2 separate regions of the Mus musculus genome follow, and region 1 is linked to region 2. The links are chromatin contacts, called in public Hi-C maps. All regions are on one chromosome and are shown on one strand. The core of a region is the stretch at or near the end of the contact, and the rest is flanking DNA. Distances in the headings are between cores, read along the strand shown.

Region 1 (6,408 bases), core at 3,598-6,097, 96 kb after region 2:
TATGGACGGGGAAATCCTAAGTGCAGTCTTCACAGCTATAATTGGGGAGTGTATTAAAGAACATTACACTTAACCAAGTGACAATTCCAGAACATAAGGGTGGCTGTCCTAAGCCGCATGTTGATATAATTTATAAATCATATGTAGTACATTAATAAATAGGTTATGTTAATATTATTGATGTATTACTAATAAATATAACATATTAGTAAATATAATTAATCATATTTATAGTCATGTAGAAATAACAAAAAGTTCAGAGCACGGAAGGGTATATATAATTGAGCTTAGAAAATGGGAAGGGAAGGGGGAAATGTTGTAATTACATTATAATATAATCTCAAAAACAAAATGGGGAACTATGTAATAAGTTCAAGGCCTTACATGTTGGAAAGTATTAAATAAAGCTCAATCTATTCTTGATTTAAAAAAAAATCAAACCACATCTTACTGAAGTACAGCTAAGACACCATGTCTGCATTGAAATAGGCCTCCTCACTAAGGCTAAAACTATGCCAAGGCTACCCAAGGTGTTAGTGTTTGCCAGGCTCTCAGAAAAGACTATCTTGAAATAAATAGAAAAGATATTTTTTCATAAATGGAAGAAAATATTTTTGGTGATAAGCAGTTAAAGATATATTCATTGAACTTTTCCATACAAAATAATATCCAACTACAAAATAAAAAAGATAATACTTCATTTATAATAACACCTGGTAACAATGATTAAATATCTAGGAGTAAGCTTAATAAAGTGAATTTCACTAAAGGGCATAAAAGCAACCAAATTAAAAGGGCTGTGTGTCTTGTTCATAGGCAGAAATTTCAGTGTTGAAATGATTTTAAAATTCTGTAATCAATATATGAGAGTGGCCCAAGCTGTAACCAGTGCACGGGTAAACACTTGGAAGTTTAAAACAAGACAAAAAGAAAAAAAAAAGTCAAGAGAAAAGATAAACTGTATGTGAGTGCACGAGTAACTCTCTAAGTGACCCACACTACAATACTAAATCGGATTATCTAAGAACTCATGGATAGTGCTTTTTCAAAACAATGCTTTTACAGATCAACATGAATGCTAAGCAGAGGTAAGATATCGATGTGCTGAGATCGCTAAGATGACTTTGGAAGGATGTGATGTGTTAGCATACTTATGGTCCTGGAAGTGGGAGGATAAGAGGCAGGTTAGAGAGACAAGCATATTCAAGAGGAGAAGCCAGGGTGGGATTCAAAAGCAAAGGCCTGAGCCTGCTAAGGCAAGCCAGACCTGAAGAAGGCTGAGCTCCTGGAGGGAAGAAGCGGGCCGGGGAGCTGGGTCGGAAGCAGCTGGGTCGGAAGGAGCTGGGTCAGAAGGAGCTGGATCGGAAGCAGCTGAGTCGGAGGTCCTCGGGCAACAGAGCACCCATCTACCCTGCTTGCAGAAAATAACTATTCTTCCAGCCACTCAAATTCCCAGAGGAGCCTGCACGGCAGAACTGCAGACTGGACTCCCGTAGACCCACAGGGGTAGACCAGAAAGACACAGAAGATGGAGATTAGAGGTCGGAGGGCGGGAGGTTGGAGGTCAGGGGTCAGCTGATCAACTTGCTACCAGATCTCTCTTGGAGCCATTTTAACCAAGCAGAGGCAACTAAAGACTTGAAGTGATCAATTACCTTAAGTACAGCTCAGAGCCTCTGCTCCCTGATGTGTAATGAATTCTTGCTGCTCTGACTCGGCAGCCTGTGATAGCTGCTTGTGGACTTTAGTATTTTGAATCTACAGAGAACTTTAATTTTGAGCTCTGTTTGTGATGTTTCAGATGTGGCAAGAACTCGAGTCTAGTCAAAATCGGTATCAATAGGTCCTTTTTTATCACTACCACTACCAACACAAGAACTAGAAAAATAACATTTATTTATTTATTTTTATGTTTTTTATTTTGTATGTATGAAAGTAGTGTATGGGGGGGGGGGAGTAGGGAGTGCTCACTGTGCGCATGTGTGTGGAGATAGAGGCCGAAGCCTTCCTCTGTCACTGTCTCCTTTATTTTTTGAGACATAGTCTCCTACGGAATGCAAGAGCTTGCAGTTGGTAGGTACAAAAGGCCCCAAGAACTAGCTGCTATCCCCATGCTCTGGAGTTACAGCTGTGTAGCTGCCATGTGTGGCTTGTATGAGGATGCTGGGGGGGGGGGGGAGGGTTGGAACCCAGGTCCTCCTGGTTGTGAAGCAAGCACGTTATTCATAGAAGTTCCCCTCAGCCCAGGAACAAATCTTTAAAAGAGGCAATTTGTTTTTAATTGGAGTTGAGGTATTATAGTAAGAAATCGTATTTCTAAACATCAGGGGGTTGATGAAACAGTCTTTCTGTAAAGGACCAGGCAGTAAATGTTCACCTTCATGAGCACAGGAGGCCTCCCTCACAACACTGTGTTCCACATGGGAGCAGTTACAGACAATATATATAAAAGTGAATACACACAGGTTATTTGAAAACAGGTGGTGAGCCAGGTTGGGCTGGAAGGATGTAACTCTTGGGACAGCCCCTCTCCCCAGCCCCCAACACACACATACACAGCTTAGAGTCTCTAGGAAAATAGGGAAAGAGAAAGAGAAAACAGCGCCATCTCATCTTTCAGTCCTTCTTGGTTAAAGAATATCCGAATTAAATGTAATTGTACGGAATGACTCAAAGGACAAAATGCCAAATGGAAGCCGTGAGCAGGGCGTTTGTAGTCGTAACACGATCAAAACACGTGCTGCCGGCCTGTGCGGGGACCCTCTTGTTTTCTCAGACACAGAAGGGCAGAGAAGCTGTCTGGTTAAGAGGTGTTTCTGACTCTCCCTTGTTCCTACTTGTGGCTGCAACTGAATTAACGTTTCCAGGGTGTACTGAACCGTGTGCATTAGAGTTTCCTGCCAGAGGCAGGAAGAACTTGCAAGCTCCCTGTGGGCTCTAGCCAGCTGCATCCCTAGCCCTGATCCGTCCGTCCGTCCGTCCGTCTGTCTGTCACCCTCCCTGAAGAATCGCAGAACCTCTCTGTAGAGCACACACTGCCCACACGGGGATCTAGGACTGGGTTCAGATCCCACGGCTACTCAGTTAGTACTGGTGGGAGCCAGATGGCTGAACTACTGAGGACACCTACCTGCTGGCAGCCGGGTGGCCTTTCAAGGACTCAGGCCCTGAGTGTGACATGCCATCTTCCCTCACTCCCTTACACATCACTTCACATGGGAGACGATGCTTAGTATGTGTGGTTTTATGGCCACAAGCAGAAAAACATAAGATGGTTCACTGAGCATGAAATCAGCCCCAGTGAGCCCTTCTTAACAACTGCCGTTGACAATAGAAATGCCAAGCACAGCAAGGGGGACAGATGTATGGCCAGGGGCATCTTTAAAAGATACATGCGTGTCCCTGGTTCCTCGACACTGAGAATCTTTGTGTTTATATAACAGCGGTAAAATGCTCTGAGAAGAAGTCTTGGTTACCCTGCATCTGGAAGAGCAGTATGCCTTGGATAGCCAACCAAAGCAAAGACAACCTCTGGGAGATCCTGCCTTCATCCAGGTAACCAGGGATGGTAACAAAATCAAGTGGAAGGTGCACCCGACCCCAGAGACTTTGCTAAAGGATGAAAACCGCCAAGTACCTTAGGGTACGAGCCCAACGCTCGTGAGACCCTAAGGCTGAGAGACTCATGTTTCCTTTCCAGCTGATCCAGGTTAGAGTTTGCCTTCAAGAGGAATTGGTGTGGCTTTGCAAGTCAGGACGCAAGGGGAAGTAGTTGCTATTTCCAGAGGCGGTTGCAGGCAGATGTTAGGGACAGGGCAGAGATTTTCTGTAGCTTCCAGAGAACTTTCCAGAGCTGCCTGCTTTGGCCCAGCAGATGAGGTTTCTCTAAGCCTCCTGAAAAGTGGAGCAGCAACCAGGCAAGCCACCAAGATGAGCCTACTCACTTAAACCATCATTGATTGAAACTGTGACCTCCAGCACAGGCATCCTTGTCCCCCTCTCTGCATCCCACAGTGTCACTGAAACCCCAAGTTCTCTATTTAACCCTTTGTGTCTGGCACACAGAAACTGCCTTCTATTCTCAGAACTCTGCCTGCATCACATGTGTGAGACCACATGTAACATCATTTTAACCTTTGGGTTTGTTTGGTTGGTTTTTTTCTTCTTAGAAATGAGAAGATATTAAACAGATCATCCACAGATGGAATCAAATTTTGTTTTCTGTAACATTTGAGGTGTTCCTGACTGGAAAGCTCGGTGTTAGCATTAGGAGACTTTGAATGTCCTCCAGTGAACTCTTATAGAAAGCACCTACACGGAGTTAGATTATGATGCATTTGCAGTTCAGGGCAGGCAGAAATGAGAAGTGAGCACAGTCAGGCAGAGATCGCACAGCCCCAGGGAACTTGAGCTACAAGCTGCTCACACAGCATCCTCCTAAGAATTTGCAAATTCTGTCTTATTCAAATCCTTAACCTGAGAATCCAAAGCTATAAGTGTTAGGCCCTGGAGCCTCGGATACCTGACCTTCAGCAAGGTGGGCTGGAATTGGGAGGTGCACTCTGACCCAAAGACTAGAGGAAAGATACAACTGTACGCCTCGGAATTGGTGGGACGCATTAGCATCAGAGGACAGCACACAGCGTGCATGGGGTCTGAGTTTCCTACTATGAAGGCTGCTAAGAGCGCGACCTTCAGATTCACTGATGTAGAACCAGCCAAGTTATCAAGAGTTGCAGCTTCTTTGCTGGCTGTGGTGGGACCCAGAAAACTCTCCACATTCACTGTCTGAGCCCCCTTTAGGCATTTCCGGTTCGAAGGGCTTTTACTGCCTTGGGCGTTGTCTTTGCTGTTCTGTCTCACAGGCATCCACAGCCTGTGCACCTGGTGCTGTCTGGCGCACGTGTGCTTGCCTTGCTTGGATGGCTGCTCCCTCAGGAAGCTTTCTTGACGGGGATCTAGCCCATGCACCTCCCTTCTCGGTCCTTCTACAGCTCCTCAACTAGTGGCTGCTACTTCCTTATTGCCAAGTGTTGCCCTTAGCCCTGAACTGTGTTATCTCAGCTCTTACAGCTTCCCAGGAGAGGGCTCAGAGGAAAACCTGGAGACAGAAAGGTTCAACATCTTGCTTGTGTCAGAAGCTGGAAAGATTTGGGGTCAGGACTCTGGAGGTCAGAACTTACTCTCTGGAGTCCTGTTATTACCCGGGCTTGTTTTGTGATGATCCTACCAAACTGAGCTCAGAAAAAGAAAGAAAGAAAGAAAGAAAGAAAGAAAGAAAGAAAGAAAGAAAGAAAGGAAGGAAGGAAGGAAGGAAGGAAGGAAGGAAGGAAGGAAGGAAGGAAGGAAGGAAGGAAGGAGAAAAGAAGAAGAAGGAGAAGGAGAAGGAAAAGAAGAAGAAGAAGAAGAAGAAGAAGAAGAAGAAGAAGAAGAAGAAGAAGAAGAAGAAGAAGAAGAAGAAGAAAGAAAGAAAGAAATTATACTGAAAGCTTATGTGACAAGGATTATTTATTTCATGTCCTGTTTCCAGTTCTCATCTCATCTCAGTTGAGACTGTCACTGTCCCCATTTTGCAGATGAGAATGGAAGCTGCTCCTTTGCCCCACCTTCTCAACTCCTCTGATGTGTTCTGAATGTCCCCAGTGTTCTGAATGTCCCGTGTTCTGAATGTCCCCTGTGTGTGAAGGCTCTAAGACAGAAAAGACCCAGCAAAAGCCAAGAACTGCAGCCTCAGTCCCACTAAGTACTAAGTCACAGGGGACCATGCTGGAGACCAGAACAGCCTTCTTCAGCAAGGGGCCACCTCTCGCAGCACAATGAGAGGTCGCTTCTTCCTGACCTCAGGACCATGACAGCTGGCTTGGGAAGAGGCTACAGCAAAGAAGCAGACCTTCAACAAGGCTCAGCTGCCAAAGTCGGAAGTCGGAAGCCGTGACCCCTCCCTGGGGCCTGGAAAGCTGAGACACAGCTGGGCTCCTTCTGCGCTGGCTTTGGGTCACACCTGGGGCTGCGCAAGCAGGAGACCCTTGCGCATGCGCTGAAGAGAGACGAGCACTCCTGCTGCGACAGGCAGGTAGCCAAGTCTCCACTAGGGGTAGGAGAAAGACTAGCTCTGTGCTCTTCGAAGCAATAGAAGTTCTCCCAAGCCTCTGGGGAGAAGGAAACATTTCTGTGGTGTTGGGGCTCCACGTGGGGGTGAAACTCAGGCTGAATATCAGGAATGGTTAAAGCACATGGGTCCTTGAGACTGGTCTCAGCAGAGAGCAAAAGGTTGGTGGGCTCAGAAGTAAAGAGAATAAAGCAAGCAAAGACCGGCCCTCATTCATAACACAGGCCACTGCTTTCATACTTTACCATATGTGTGTGCTGAACCAAAAATCGTATCCACACATTTATAAAGGCCTCGTC
Region 2 (6,345 bases), core at 1,076-3,575:
AAAGGAAGGAATTTCAAAAATCTAAATAAATGCAGCTGGTACAGCAACGTCCATGTACTGAGTGCAGGCACATTTCTAATGGAAGACTTGTTCGTGTCTACTTGATGTAAATCATAGCACATGGACCTCATGGCCGAAGTACCACTGTGACTCAGCTGTGGACTAATTATGTCCATTCCCTGTTTCTCAGCTTCTCCCTCTTGGTTCCTAGCTCCTAAAATATCATCTTCCTCACAGCCTTCCTATGAAGCTTAAGGAATGCAATCTATTTCTGAGGCACAGGACAGAACCTAGCATATAGAGAGGGCACAATACATATGACTTAGTATCACTTGATAACACTCTGGGCAAACATAGATGCTCCTAGATTTTTCCATCTTAGACTTAACAAACCAAGAGCAGTAGAAAGATGCCAGTAAAATATGCACCCATAATTACAACAAGGACAAATAAATTATTTTAAAACCAGGACATTAAAGCATTGTGGCCTTTCAATTCTTGAATTTGAAATGTCAGCTGATAGTACAGACAACAGTCTGGCATGAAAGTCACAATTCCACTTGATGTTGCAATCATTTAAACTAATATTTATTATTGAAGACAGGTGCCTCACCCTGTAATAGGCTTAGCAAAATCCTTCTTACCAAGCCTGTCAGCCCATTCAGGAGATGGATGTGGAACCCCACTTTGTCCTGTCTCTTGCAGCTTCCTCTACGTGCTCATCAGTAAGAGTGAAGGCTCTGTCTAAGGAAGATGGTGGATGGCATCCCAGCACCTGCACTTCATCACCCGACTGTGGCAGCTTCTGCTATTATATGTAACCTTGCGTTTTTAACTGTAGGGAAAAAGAAGTCACTTGCCCACCTAACATGCCAGCTATTGGAATTGTAAGAACTAACCCCACTCAGGCATCCCTTCTCTCAGTTATTTCAAAAGTAAAGCAGGAAGAAAGAAGAACCTGCCTTCCAACTGTATAGATACATGCAGCGTGTGGAAATGAAGCCACTCCAGGGCAAACGACCCCCAAGAGTTCTCCGGAAGATGGAATTCTTCCCAATTTTGTGTGTGTGTGTGTGTGTGTGTTTTCCTGTGATAAAACATCTTGATAAAAGCAACTTAGGGGCTAAGGAATTTAGTTGGTTCACAGTTCATTTATAGTTTATTCTTGTGGGGAAGTCAGGACACCTGAGGCATATATTACATCCATAGTCAAGACCACAGAGCAAGGAGTTTACGAATGCACCAGAGTGCTCAGCTTGCTCTCTCCATGCTCACAGAGTCCACCATTTCCTGTCTAGAGGACTGTCCCACTGGGATCAATCTATGCAGAATAATCCCTCACAGACACGTGCATAACTAACCTAGTCTAGACAATCCACATTAGGACTTCTTAGATTACACCTAGATTGTATTGAGTTGACAATGAGCGCTAGTTCCTCTAGGGTCATGAACTAGGTTCCAGCCACCTATTGGGAAGGAAAAAGGTAATGTGCCCCACAAAGTCTACTCCATCATCTTGGGTTCCTTTCTTTCAGTGAAGATTTCCAGAAAAAAAGGGGGGATGAAAAAATGACTTACTGGGGGAAATATGAAAAACACCCAGGATCATAATAAAAATCCTTTCCACCATGGGTTGAATCCAGTCAGAGCCTGTCCTTTTTCTTCCACCTCTTGCGATTTCTGAAACATCGTTTGAAGAAACATTTCATGACGGTCTTTCAAAATGTCAACCTATTTTGGAGTCGGCAAAGCCGACTTTCCTTTGTTCCGTGTTGTTAACGCAGAGCTATAATCTGAGAAGTTTTTACACAGAAACAATAAGAAAGCTGACAACTTTCATTTTAAGAAATCTTGAAAAGGTGGGGAATTATGTATATTGTATTATTAGTATGCTTTTACTCCTGTATATGTGAATATTAGCACTTCATACGTAAATAGAAACTTCAGGTCATAAGTAAAATGCACGGTCTCTCCTATGCAGGAAAAAAGGTCGTCAAAGCCATGAGGGGATTTAAAAGATCCACTCAGTCAATAATTAAAACAGTTTGCGTGTAGCTGGCAAATTTAGAAAGTGAAAGTTAAAAGCCATCAATCAATAGCATTCTGCAGATATGTTTTGTTTGGCTTTTACATGGGACTTTTTGAAAATGTGAACGCGAGTCCAGCCTTTTAAAATTAGACTTCATGTAAATACACATGTTTCTGGTTGTTCTAGAAACAACACAAAATCAGACTGCATTAGCCTTCCTTCCATCTTTCACAATAGTGGCATACAAGCCTTCCTATCCCCACCTCCACCCTGGGCCCTGCAGAATACCACAGCCCCTACCACTTCCTGTTATTGTACGTGCGCCTTTGCTTTTGGTGGTACCTACTTCTACAGCATGCCGGTAACCTCTACATGAGTTTTTTAATTAATGGAATTTCCTCACCACTGCCTTTCCACAGATAGGAACGCATCTCCCCGCTCCCCGCTCTTTCCTTTCTTTGTTTATTTGGGTATTTATTTACACCGAGACTGCTCAGACTGGTCTTGTTTATAAATAAAAATCTGGAACAAGAAGTATCGTTTTGCCTCGCAGTTAGTTGTGGAGACTCTGAAATCATGGCTTGTTTGAGATCTACCTGAGGTGACCTGGCGTAGCCACTGCAGACAGCTCTATGGGGATTCATCATATACTGTAAAAGCATACATTGTTTCCTTACAGTTACCATCTTGCTTTGTCTGGAAGTTGTTAAGGTCTTGAAGTTTCTGTAGACATTCACGAGCACGTTTTGAATAGGGCAGAAATCCCCATGTCTCCCTACTGTGGAAGGGCCCAGGGGAAGAATACATTTAGGACACCGATGACTCTTGAAATAGCCTGCTTATTCAGTAGTGCTGCATACTAGTTTGTATCTGAACATATCGTGGCCAGCATTAAATGCCAGACTTCTACCCTTCCAAAGTATTTCCCCTAATGTGCTTCCTGTCTCGGCGTAGGGAACTTCCGGTGTTCCGGTCAGCCAGGCCGTGTGCCTTGAAGCAGTTCAGCTAGTTTTATTTGTCAACTTTTATCACAACCTAGAATCATCTTGAAAAAGGGAAGCTCAACCGAGGAATTCCCAGATTTCAGTGGCCTGGGACCGTGTCTGTGACAGGTTGTCTTGGTTGTGGTTCATGAGGGAAAATCCAGGCTGCCATGCATCTAGGCTATATAGGGAAGTTAGCGAAGCGTGAGCCGGAGACAACTGTTTCTGCCTCAGTTACTGCTCGGGATCCTGTTGTCACTTCCTTCAGAGATGACCCATGACCTGGAAGTGTAAGCCAAATAAAACCCTTTCCTCCCCAGGTTACTTCCGGCCAGACTGTTTTATCGCAGCCACGGGAAATTGAGTAGAATGTGGTTGTTTATTCTCCTCTTGCTCTTATCCGTCCATCCCATCATCTACAAAACCTAATAACCTCACACTAAAAGAATTCTACCAACCACTCACTTCTCTTTATGGCTAATATCGCCATAATTAAAGGCAACGCTACAGCTCAACCGCATCATGAGAAATATCTTCTTACGTAGTCTCCATTGCTCCTTTTATTCCCAACATGGCTACCATGAGGATCCCTTCCAGATGACCTTTCAGGTGTTCCCTTCAGATGTCCCTTTTGGACAAACCTGTTGCACCACTTCTCAAAATCTAATGCCTCTTCAGTAGCCAGAGTCAAAGGCAAAGTTCTTGGTGTAACTAAAAGCTCCTAAGTGATTCTCACCCTCCCTCCTCATCTTGTGAGGTAAGCACCTCCCTTGTACACTTCAGCACCACAGACCTGTTGTTGCCTCTCAAGCATTCCACACCCAGGGCTGAGAAGGAGGTGCAATGGGTATAAGTGTGAAGGAAGATCAGAACCCGACATTCATAAGATAGCTAGTGTGGCAGTCTTGCTTATACTCCAGCCCTGGGGAGGAGGGTACAAAGAGAAGGAAGGGGGCGGGGCAAGGGAGATCTCTGAGGCTCACCAGTGAGCCTAGCCAAAGGCACAAATGGTAGGTTCAGTTACAGAAAGACCATCTCAAAATTTAACTTGGGGAGTCATAGAGGAAGATGCTCAAAGTTGACCTCTGGCTTCCACATGCACAGAAATTGGGGGGGGGGGCACATGTGTATATACATGCATGTACATGATACACACACATAAACACTATGCCATACTCATTTCGCACCCAGAGCCATATTTGTATCAGCTCTTTTGCCTAGAATGTTCTTCCTTTAAAAAGCCCTCACCTCTTTCAAGTCTTTGGTACATGTTGTTGGTTGGCTGGAGTCAACCCTAGTCCACTGAAGATCCATTGAAGATAGTATGCATCCTAGCATGCACACACACACATATGCACACATGTATGCACACATGTATACATACATATATAAATACACACATATAGACATATATATACACATATACATACATACACATGTACACATACAGACACACATATACACTCATATATACACATGCACACATATACATTCACACATGTATACACACACATACAGACACATATGTACACATGTACATACATACATACACACATGTATACACACATACACATGCACATGTACATACACACACACACACACACACACACACACACCTTTTTTGTGCTCTCACCATCTGGCATGACACACATCTTTGCTCAGTTGTTTTCTCTTTGTTTCCTTCTTCTAGAACACACATTCTGAGAACAGGAGCTTTCCTTGTGTGTGTGTGTGTGTGTGTGTGTGTGTGTGTGTGTGTGTGTGTGTGTGTGTGTGTGTTTTTAACCTGCTGTTTTTTAGTGCCCAGAATAGCTCATGGGAATGAAAGTTTCCTAATAAATATTCAATGGATAAATTATGTAGAAATGACATTATTTAATTTCTTTAAATATTTAAATTATTTAAATAAAATCTGTAAGGAAAAATGTATGCGTCCAATCCTGAGTACATTTATACAATCTTCTGAAGTATAGCAGCCAAAATAAAAATGTTTATTTCTCATGTTCTTTTGACATGACCCACAATTTTCTAGTTTTCCAAAGCTAAGTGCCTTTGCTCGGTCCCAAGCATGTGGAACGTCTACAGGTGAATAAAGAAAAGTTTGTACTTTGAATTATGCCATAAGATCCTCGGCCTGATACCTCAGAGGCTGCACATTCCGGTCAGCTGCATAAGGGAGCCTCCAGCATCTCTAAAAGGCTCCTCCTGGGCCCCTGTAGAGCTGTGGGTGGCTCTCAGTCTGGGTCTGTGGATTCAGTACCATCACTTGCAAGCTTGCTTTTAACATCATCCCAGAAATGTGCTACAGCTCTTGGGCCTACATTATTTAAATGTACCTTACATCTTCTGAAGCAGAAAAAATTCAAATTGTAAAAAAAGAAAAGAAAAAGAAAAAAGAAAAGAAATTACACCTGAAAAGTGTATTCAATTAGGGTACTTACAAAATTTTATTTAAAGACAAAGCGTTCGGCAGGAGACATAAGGTAGTGAAATTTAATTATTTTATATTAAAGCCTATCTCTAGTACCATCAAAAGCACTGTTGTAATCAGAGTTCATAAAATAAGTAACTATATTCCAGTGCTTCTACACCTTCCCAACGCTGCTGCCTTTAGTACAGTTCCTTGAGTTGTCATGACCCCAACCATAAAATAATTTTCACTGCTACTTCATAAATTGCAATTTTGCTAGTTGTTAATTTTAACGTAAATATCTGATATCCAGAATATCTGATATGTGACCCCTATGAAAGGGTTGTTGGACCACCAAAAGGGCTGTGACCCACAGGTTGAGAAACACTTCTATAAAATTTAACTCTAGTTATTTTGGGTTCTGAGACAAGAGGATCACAAGTTTAGGGCCTACTTGGCTCCAGAGAATGTTCAAGGTCAGCGTAGGCAACTCACAACCTTGCCACATAACATGATTTTTAAAATGTAAAGGACTGGAAGAAATAGCTCAGGGAAAGAGCACTTGCAAGCTATGCAGAGCTATAGTCCATTCTCCAGTAAAAAGGGTTAATTTTTTTTTATATAAAAGCACTGTTGTGAACTTGATATTTAAACAGATGAATCCACTCAAAAATGCAAAGCTCGAACCCCAAGTGTGATGGTTTGTATATGCTCAGCCCAGGGAATGGCACTCTTAGAAGGTGTGGCCCTGTTGGAATAGGTGTGTCACTGTGGGCATGGGCTTTAAGACCCTAGTCCTAGCTGCCTGGAAGCCGGTATTCTGCTAGCAGGCTTCAGATGAAAATATAGAACTCTCAGCTCCTCCTGCACCATGTCTGCCTGGATGCTGCCATGCTTCCCACCTTGATGGTAATTGACTGAAC

What was found. A called contact is a pair of places that touch in the nucleus more often than the background predicts.
Region 1: a Hi-C map of pro-B cells shows a contact between it and region 2, with 2.1 times the contacts expected there. The contact joins two enhancer-like sites. A contact is called at or near these places in 1 of 39 promoter capture datasets (pre-B cells), 2 of 15 datasets of contacts at CTCF or cohesin (large pre-B cells and pro-B cells), 16 of 484 Hi-C or Micro-C datasets (the C10 cell line, the C2C12 cell line, the HPC-7 cell line and 11 more), 6 of 115 datasets of contacts at active chromatin or transcription factors (the 230-238 cell line, double positive thymocytes, embryonic stem cells and 3 more) and 1 of 9 other capture datasets (adipose tissue).

What each region holds. Positions count from the first base shown.
Region 1 is chr10:118,973,539-118,979,946 of GRCm38.p6, forward strand. No RefSeq gene overlaps it. Among named protein-coding and RNA genes, the nearest start is that of Gm33624, 30 kb to the right of the region's middle. Within about 2 kb of position 4,848, at least 36 of the 459 cell types and tissues checked have an H3K27ac peak or open chromatin away from gene starts, as enhancers often do. A contact at or near this core is called in double positive thymocytes, pre-B cells and pro-B cells, where this site is marked.
Region 2 is chr10:118,880,381-118,886,725 of GRCm38.p6, forward strand. It overlaps Gm40777 (a long non-coding RNA gene), which reads left to right. Exons shown (of 3, transcript XR_872090.1): 3 at 706-1,961. It also overlaps a transcript of Dyrk2 not described here and the pseudogene Gm26976. Among named protein-coding and RNA genes, the nearest start is that of Gm40777, 12 kb to the left of the region's middle. Within about 2 kb of position 2,326, at least 117 of the 459 cell types and tissues checked have an H3K27ac peak or open chromatin away from gene starts, as enhancers often do. A contact at or near this core is called in double positive thymocytes, pre-B cells and pro-B cells, where this site is marked.